Regions from separate parts of the Arachis hypogaea genome. Here region 1 is linked to region 2. A link is a contact called in public Hi-C data. All regions are on one chromosome and are shown on one strand. Each heading gives the region's core, a stretch centred on a gene start, on an enhancer-like site or on the middle of the called end of the contact. The rest is flanking DNA. Distances are from core to core; before and after follow the strand shown.

Region 1 (3,493 bases), core at 283-2,782, 150 kb after region 2:
ACCTGCTCAGGCTCCTCCAGAAGCACCATCTCAAGCTGCTCCGGAAGCCCCTGCTCAACCACCTGCACCAGTTGAGATCGACCTCTCCCAGCCAAACTACTCCGATGCACAACAGTCCCAACATAGTTAAGAGGTAGTTGCATTTAGTTTCAAAACTCATACTCAAAATTGTTGTCCACGTTCAACTGAATTTATGTCCTACTAAAACAGGATCCACCTGCGAGACCATCCAAGTTGCAGACAAGAAGGAGGTCCTCCACACCACCATCAGGATCGATTACTGTGGATCCACTACAAGGAGCAAGCTCAACGACATCTTCCAGACTGGCCAACTTCCTGAAATTTGTCCCAACACCTGGCTTCAAGCCACTAAGGAAGAAGAAATGAAGATGTACCTGATTCTGTTTTTGCCTACTTTAGATGAAACTTGGCAGCTTTTTGTAAATGATGCTTTTTTGTTTTGTGGCCTGAATTTATGGCAGTAGACTTTTAGTATATTTGAATAGAATATGACAATGATGGCACTCTGTGTCCTTTGGCTAAGGTGTATTTTGTCTTAAGAGTTGTCATTAGTATGGCAGGATTATTGTTACTTTTGTTAAAACTTATTGATATGGATATTTTTATTGTTACAATTTCTTCCAACTTCAATTATGTTACTTCAGATGCATTTTTTTGCAATTTCTTTCAGCAATTTCATTGAATGATAGAAAACAACTATGACATTTGAGAAGAAAAAATTTTCTTTCTTCTAATACACTTCTACCCTGAATACAGTAACACAAACTCATCTTCAAGCTTTTACTACCAACATAAAACCAACAACAAAAACTACAAACAAAGCCAAACCTAAAATGTACATCTTTTGGGTTCTAACTTCAGCTTCTATCTTCCCAATTCTCCAAGCCAAATCCACCCTAACTTGGTCACCATCCACAGTAGACATTACCCTTCCTCTCAGGTCTTCTTCTCCAATGTCAGCCCAGACAAACAAACCACACCACCTCTTACCATTAACATTGTAGTTAGGGCACCCAAAGAATGGCTTGTTAGGGTTAGCCTCTGTTGTGGACTACCGAAAAACAGGGCGGCACCCACACCCACACCACTGCGGAACAACCGATGCTCTACTTTGACTGGAACTCCTACTGTTGGACCGCATGGAACTCTGGCTCCCACTTGCAATCATGCTGGTAAACTCGGAAGGGAGCAGGAGACAAAGAACCAAAGAGAAACGGGTAGAAGAAGAAGATGATGGGGTCACATGATGAACTTAGGTTTTAAAAGGGGGGTAAGGACTAAATTGGAGCAATTCAAACTTTAGGCCACGTCATATAACCGTTACTGTGTCCAGCGTGGCAATATTTGCCAAGTCACTAACGGCGTCAGACTTCCGGTGACGGAAAATAGGAAAAGGACTAACGTGGTGCATTTTTTTGAATTTGGGGGACTAATTTGGTGCAATTGAGATCTGAAGGACTAAATAGGTGCAACTCGTCAATCTCAAAAACCAAAGTGGAGTTTAACTCGTAATTTTCTCCTTCCATCTCTATCAATCCGAAGTCAACTTAAATCCTATTACAAGTCAACACCCTTAAGCGCTTAAGAAAAAGTATCATGGCAGGTTCCCAACTTCCAACAACAACCACTGTCACAACAAATGGTGATAGCTCAGGTAAAAAATGGTGAAAGGATCTTGGTTGTTATTAACATCCTTCAATTTTTTAAGTATTTGCCATTAAAATAAAGTAAGAGCATAGAACAGCTAGTTATGACAGCACAATTCAAACGCCTTTTGTGTCCCAATTCTAATAAATCTAAAAGGTCCCAATCCATCACCACCACCAGATGCACCATCACTGAATCATTGTTCAATCATATATATTATACCCCATCATAAATCTGAAGTTGATTTTTTTGTTTTCAGTTGATATATGCTTTTTTCTTTCTTTTTTGAATACCCTTTGGATCAAAGTTTCAGACTTTACCACCATGCAGAGATGGAAGTGGAGCAATAGCGGCAGAAAGAAAACCCCTTATTTTCCACTGCTTGTGCTGTTCTTGGTGGCGTTCATAGCTTTCTCAACACTTCACAGTGAGCACAGCATTCACCAAATCCATGAGAACCCAGATCATGCTCGTATTCATCAAGAAGAACATGTTTCAGTTACTTATGTCAAACCCAACCTTCTCAATCGAGCTTCAGGTGTGGTTTTTCTTATGTTCAAAGTAGAGAACTTTTCTGGGTTTAGTTAAAGTTTTGAGCTTTGTGACTTTGATTTGTGCTTTGTCTCTGACTTGTTGAGATGGGTTTATGTGGTTTTTGTTGGATGATAGAGGTTTTGGATAGATTCAGTAGATGCAACTCCACAGTAGAGTATAGTGGCAGGAAAATTGCTTGCCTTGGTAGTGGCGGCGGCGGCGGCGGTTCTCGGGGTTTCAGCGGCCACCGGAGTTTGGGGACGAAAAAATGTGATGTATTCTCAGGAAAATGGGTGTTTGATAATGGTTCATATCCATTGTACAATGAGGCAGATTGCCCTTATATGTCTGACCAATTGGCATGTCATAAGCATGGAAGGAATGATTTGGGTTATCAGCATTGGAGATGGCAACCTCATAACTGCAATTTGAAGAGGTGCCTTTCCTTCTGAGCTCTTCTTATTTTTATTTCTTGTGAGTTATTTAAAAGAAAGGCTATCTGGCATGATACTAAATTGCCAAAATGTGTTTTATCACTTACTCTCTGTGAGCATAGTTAGGCTTTTATAATGAAACATCATGGGGTCATCTAATCTCTGTGACCAACCACATCCATCTAATGGTATAAGACTTTGTTGTTGTTGTTGTTAAGCATAGTTAGATTTTGTGCGACCGAGTCCAGTTGCGGTTGTTGGGATTGCATGTGTTAAAGTGTAGATTTCTTGTGTTTGCAACTTGAATTCGAGTCTTTTTGCAGTTGGTTATGGCCGAAATGTGGTGAGGTTGTAGTCAAGTTATGTGAATGGAAGACACACCGAAATTGGCGTTGCAGTCAACCACAACCACAATATTGCTGCAGCATCTGCATTCTGCAGTTTACAACCATTTAGGGGTTGTTTGTCACTTGTAAGTTGGGTTTTGGAGGGAAGCGGAGGGTGAAAGGAAGACTTGTGTAAGTAAAGTTTACACCTCAAGCCCTCCATTTCTCTTCCCTTCCCCTTTCAAACTTCAAAGTCACAAACACCCCTCAGTGACATGGCTTGGGATTAAATTTTCTATTAGAAAGAGGGAGAGCTTGAATAACAAAGTTCAGAGTTTAGTATAATTATTTTGTGAAGTTGATCTATAACCAAAACTGAATTTCGTTGAGTTCAAGTGGCATAGAAGTTGTTCTTGTGGAGTTAGAGTTGCAATAATTATCTTTTTTTTTTAATTATTCTCTCTTCCAATTGCATTAATTATGCAACACCAAAAATGCCAGGGTTGCTATAGAAATTTGAGATAAGAATAA
Region 2 (3,680 bases), core at 128-2,627:
TAAATTGAATTTCTGCAGCATCAATGGGAATAGTAGACATATATATTCTAAATCTATGCAACAATGTTCTGAAGAATACCAATAGTGCTATGTCAAATAGAACCATCTGATGTCGAAAACTAGAATCACCTTTATATCTAATAGGATCTCGAAAAAATTGACATACTTTTTGTGAAAATCAGATTGTAAACAAGTGCAGAATTAGACATCAAAATCAAAATATTGGACTATTGGTGGTTATCAAGTGTATATGATTAATGTCAAACAAGTAAAGAGTTACAAACCTTTTACTTTGTTAACCAACCATTTTGCTCCTCCTTCAATACTGCTTTGCAGTGACTAATCATCAATGAAAAAAGAGGTGTCAATTTAAGCATTCTTCAAGCCAAAAAAATTATCCTAAACATTTGTTGTATTCTAATGGAAACAGTAATAGGATTATTAAAAAGGAAAACTCAATGTTCAATTATGATGTAGCTGCATTCTTTAACAGCGGGTGAGGAAAATAATCTTAATTCGTGAACCTAATTAAGTCACAGAATTTCTCAAAACCATAACTTGTATATTTAAATCAATCATACATAATTTAGTTTTTACAAGTAAAAGATAACTTTGATTACTTACAACAGAAGAAAATACATTGTTTGAAAAATTGATTTTATAGCTCAAATATTCTGCATGATTACACCTATGGATTTAATTTAATGGAAAATTTCAGACATCCAAATCCAATAAAGGGTCATCAAATAAAAATCCGTTGTTGATCCAAAATGATAGAATAGACTAATTTCAAAAGGAGTACAAAATTCAATTCTCACAGATTAATAAACAATTTCACCAATTCTGAGAACCTAGAAGGATCCTCCATCATAAAAAATAATAACAACAACAATAATCACAATAAATAATCATGATTGAAATAAAAAGTGCAAAATTTTGGTAAGAAAAAGAGAAAATTACACACGTTGATGTCATTACCAACGGAACTAAGTTCCCCCTTGGCCTTTTGATTGAACCAATAGGATCCAACTTTGCCTGCTATCGCATCCATCTTCTTCTTCTTCTTCTTATTCTTCAAACGCAAACAAAAAAGGTTCTGTTTTTATTATTGTTGCTCCTTTCTTTCTACCTTCCTTCAGAGAAAGAAAGAAACGACTTTTTCCTCGTTCTTCCTTTCGACTTTTCGCTCCAAATAATAATATCATTAATTATGTATAATTAATATTTTATTTTTTGAGAAATACGACATGTTCATGGAAAATTTTACTATAGACTTATAGGTTTTAAAGAATAAAAAATACAAAAATAGTCTTTAAGAAGTTTTTGTAATTTATTTATACGTACATAAAGTCCTTAAGAATTTAAGGATGGAATTATTAATTATAGGTAAGAGTGAATTGCGTTATTATAGCCTTTTTTTTTTAATTTATAAATTTACCATAGAAGTTTTTCGAAAATTTACTTAGTACTTTTATTTTTTAGAATCTATAAATTTTTTACAAAATTTTCTATAACTTATTTGTCTTACTATTCTTTATTTTCTATTTATTTCAAAGTCCGGTTTTGTTTGATAAATTATTATTTATTGTTTAACTTGTTTTTAGTGTATTTTCATATTATAATATATATTATATACGAATAACTAATTTAGTAATTAATTTTTAGTGTTTACGTAATTTTATTAGTTCATAATTTAATCAAATATATGTTAACTTGAATAATCTTAAAAAAAAAAATCTTGGATAATCAATTTATTTTATCCAAATTGAGGAGTTTTGTGGAGACTTAAAATTAAGTTACTATTATTTGTATTCTTTTTATTTTAATTAAGAGTTTTGTAAAGTCAAGCTGAGTTGGTGTATGAAAAATAAATGTTTGGTTAAAAAGGAGAGATAATCAACAAGAGAAAATACTACATGAACTAATATTATTTTTTTCAATTTTTTCATGCTACTACTATATTTTTTTTCTTTGTATTAGAATGATATTTATCATAAAAATGTGTAGGTATAATTATTGATTGTTTAACATTTCTGAATTGTATGAATAGTATATTACCCATTAAAATTATATTTGTGAGGTTGACTTTGTCAACAAATATTTGTAAGAATTTTATTTTTTTAAAAATTTTCTATTAATAATGAACGAATACTAGTTTGAACAAGAATTAGAGAATTAGAGAGAGAAAGACTGAAAAAAGAATTTGAGATTATAAAATTGTGTATGTGAATTACAACTAAGTTGAATCTTATATCACTACAAAAAAGTTTTAGAATAATGACCGATTTTGCGACCAATAAAAATTTTTTAGAAAAAAAAGTTGGTTGCTAAATTGGTCGCTAAATTTCAATTAGTGACCGATTTAGTGACTACCCACTCTTGGTCACTAAAATCAGTCGCTATTTTTTAATTTAGCGATTGAATTAGCAACTAAAACAAAAAAAGGCTTTTGGGGTCCGTTGGTGACTAAATCGGTTGCTATTTTTAATTTAGCGACTGATTTTGTGACCAATATAAAAACAAGCTTAATAATTGTTGGTCGCTAAATCGGTCGCTAAGAAGTTGGTCACTAAATCGGGTGCTAAGTGTTAAAATAGTAACTGTTTTAGCGACCAACTTTAAAATGCTGCTTTTAAAGTAGTTGGTCGCTAAATCGGTTGCTATTTTATAATTTAGCGACTGAATTAGCAACCGATATAAAAATAGGTTGAAAAAATAGTTGGTCATTAATTTGGTCGCTAATGTAGCGGTCGCTAAATCGGTTGCTAAGAAATAATATAACAACCGATTTTAGAGACCAACTATGAAATCATGGGGTTAGAACAATTGGTCACTAAATCGATCGCTATTGTAATTCTTAGTGACTGAATTTGCGACCACTACAAAATTTGTTATAAATTAATTAGTTGTTAAATTGGTCACTATTTTTTTTACTAATCAATATATTAAACAAATTAAATTTTAAAATAAATTAAAAGAAAACATAACTTTTGAACCCTAATCTACGCTGAGCTCTCTCCTCACACAGTGTCCCTCTTGCGCCTCCCTCACTCTCCGGCGAGTCCTGTTTGGCGTTGTTCTTGTCGGCACCATTCTCGTCGGTGCCATCTCGCCTCCTCGAGTCTTCATCATTGTTTGCTCCCTCGCCGTGTTCTTCTTCTACTCGTTCATCCATTGTTGCAGATCGTCGCATTCCCGTCCAGATTTTCCGTTGCTCGCATCGTATCGTTCTTTTTTCAGCGCCGCCTCCTGTGGTAACTTCTTCTCCGTTAACAACAACAGTCTTCCAGTTAAGCAGATTTTCTCTTTCAGTCAAGGTACTTCATCTTCGTATCTCTGATTTTGTTTTCTCACTATAATTCCAGAGAAGTTTTCACTATTTTGATTTTAATTTGGTTTTATCTATTAGGATATTAATTAAGCGTCTCTAATTTGCTGTTGTTTATCTATTTCTCTGTCTTTTTGTCTATTATGTGCTTTAATTTCAAATTATTAGCTTTGTCGTAGATCGTTGCATCACCATCCAGATCAGCCGTCCGGATCCGCCGTTGCTCATCGTCTAAATCCTTTGGTGAAGCTGACAGAGGTATATAATTTTTTATTTTGTACTATTTTCGTTGTTCTTCGCTTTTCGCGCTCTTTTCAAATTATTTGCATTATGCAGTTTTTAATTTTAGATT

The links. Hi-C and Micro-C count contacts between places; a contact is called where the count stands out from the background.
Region 1: a contact with region 2 is called in a Hi-C map of an unstated tissue, with 3 times the contacts expected there. The contact joins the promoter of LOC112728063 here to the promoter of LOC112728058 in region 2. A contact is called at or near these places in 3 of 8 Hi-C or Micro-C datasets (leaf and an unstated tissue).

What each region holds. Positions count from the first base shown.
Region 1 is chr12:106,166,545-106,170,037 of arahy.Tifrunner.gnm2.J5K5, forward strand. LOC112728063 (protein trichome birefringence-like 35) reads left to right here and starts at 1,533. Exons shown (of 7, transcript XM_025778044.3): 1 at 1,533-1,675; 2 at 1,999-2,206; 3 at 2,338-2,638. The coding sequence starts at 1,661.
Region 2 is chr12:106,017,816-106,021,495 of arahy.Tifrunner.gnm2.J5K5, forward strand. It overlaps LOC112728058, which reads right to left and starts at 1,378. Exons shown (of 3, transcript XM_025778038.3): 1 at 965-1,378; 2 at 285-339. The coding sequence starts at 1,051.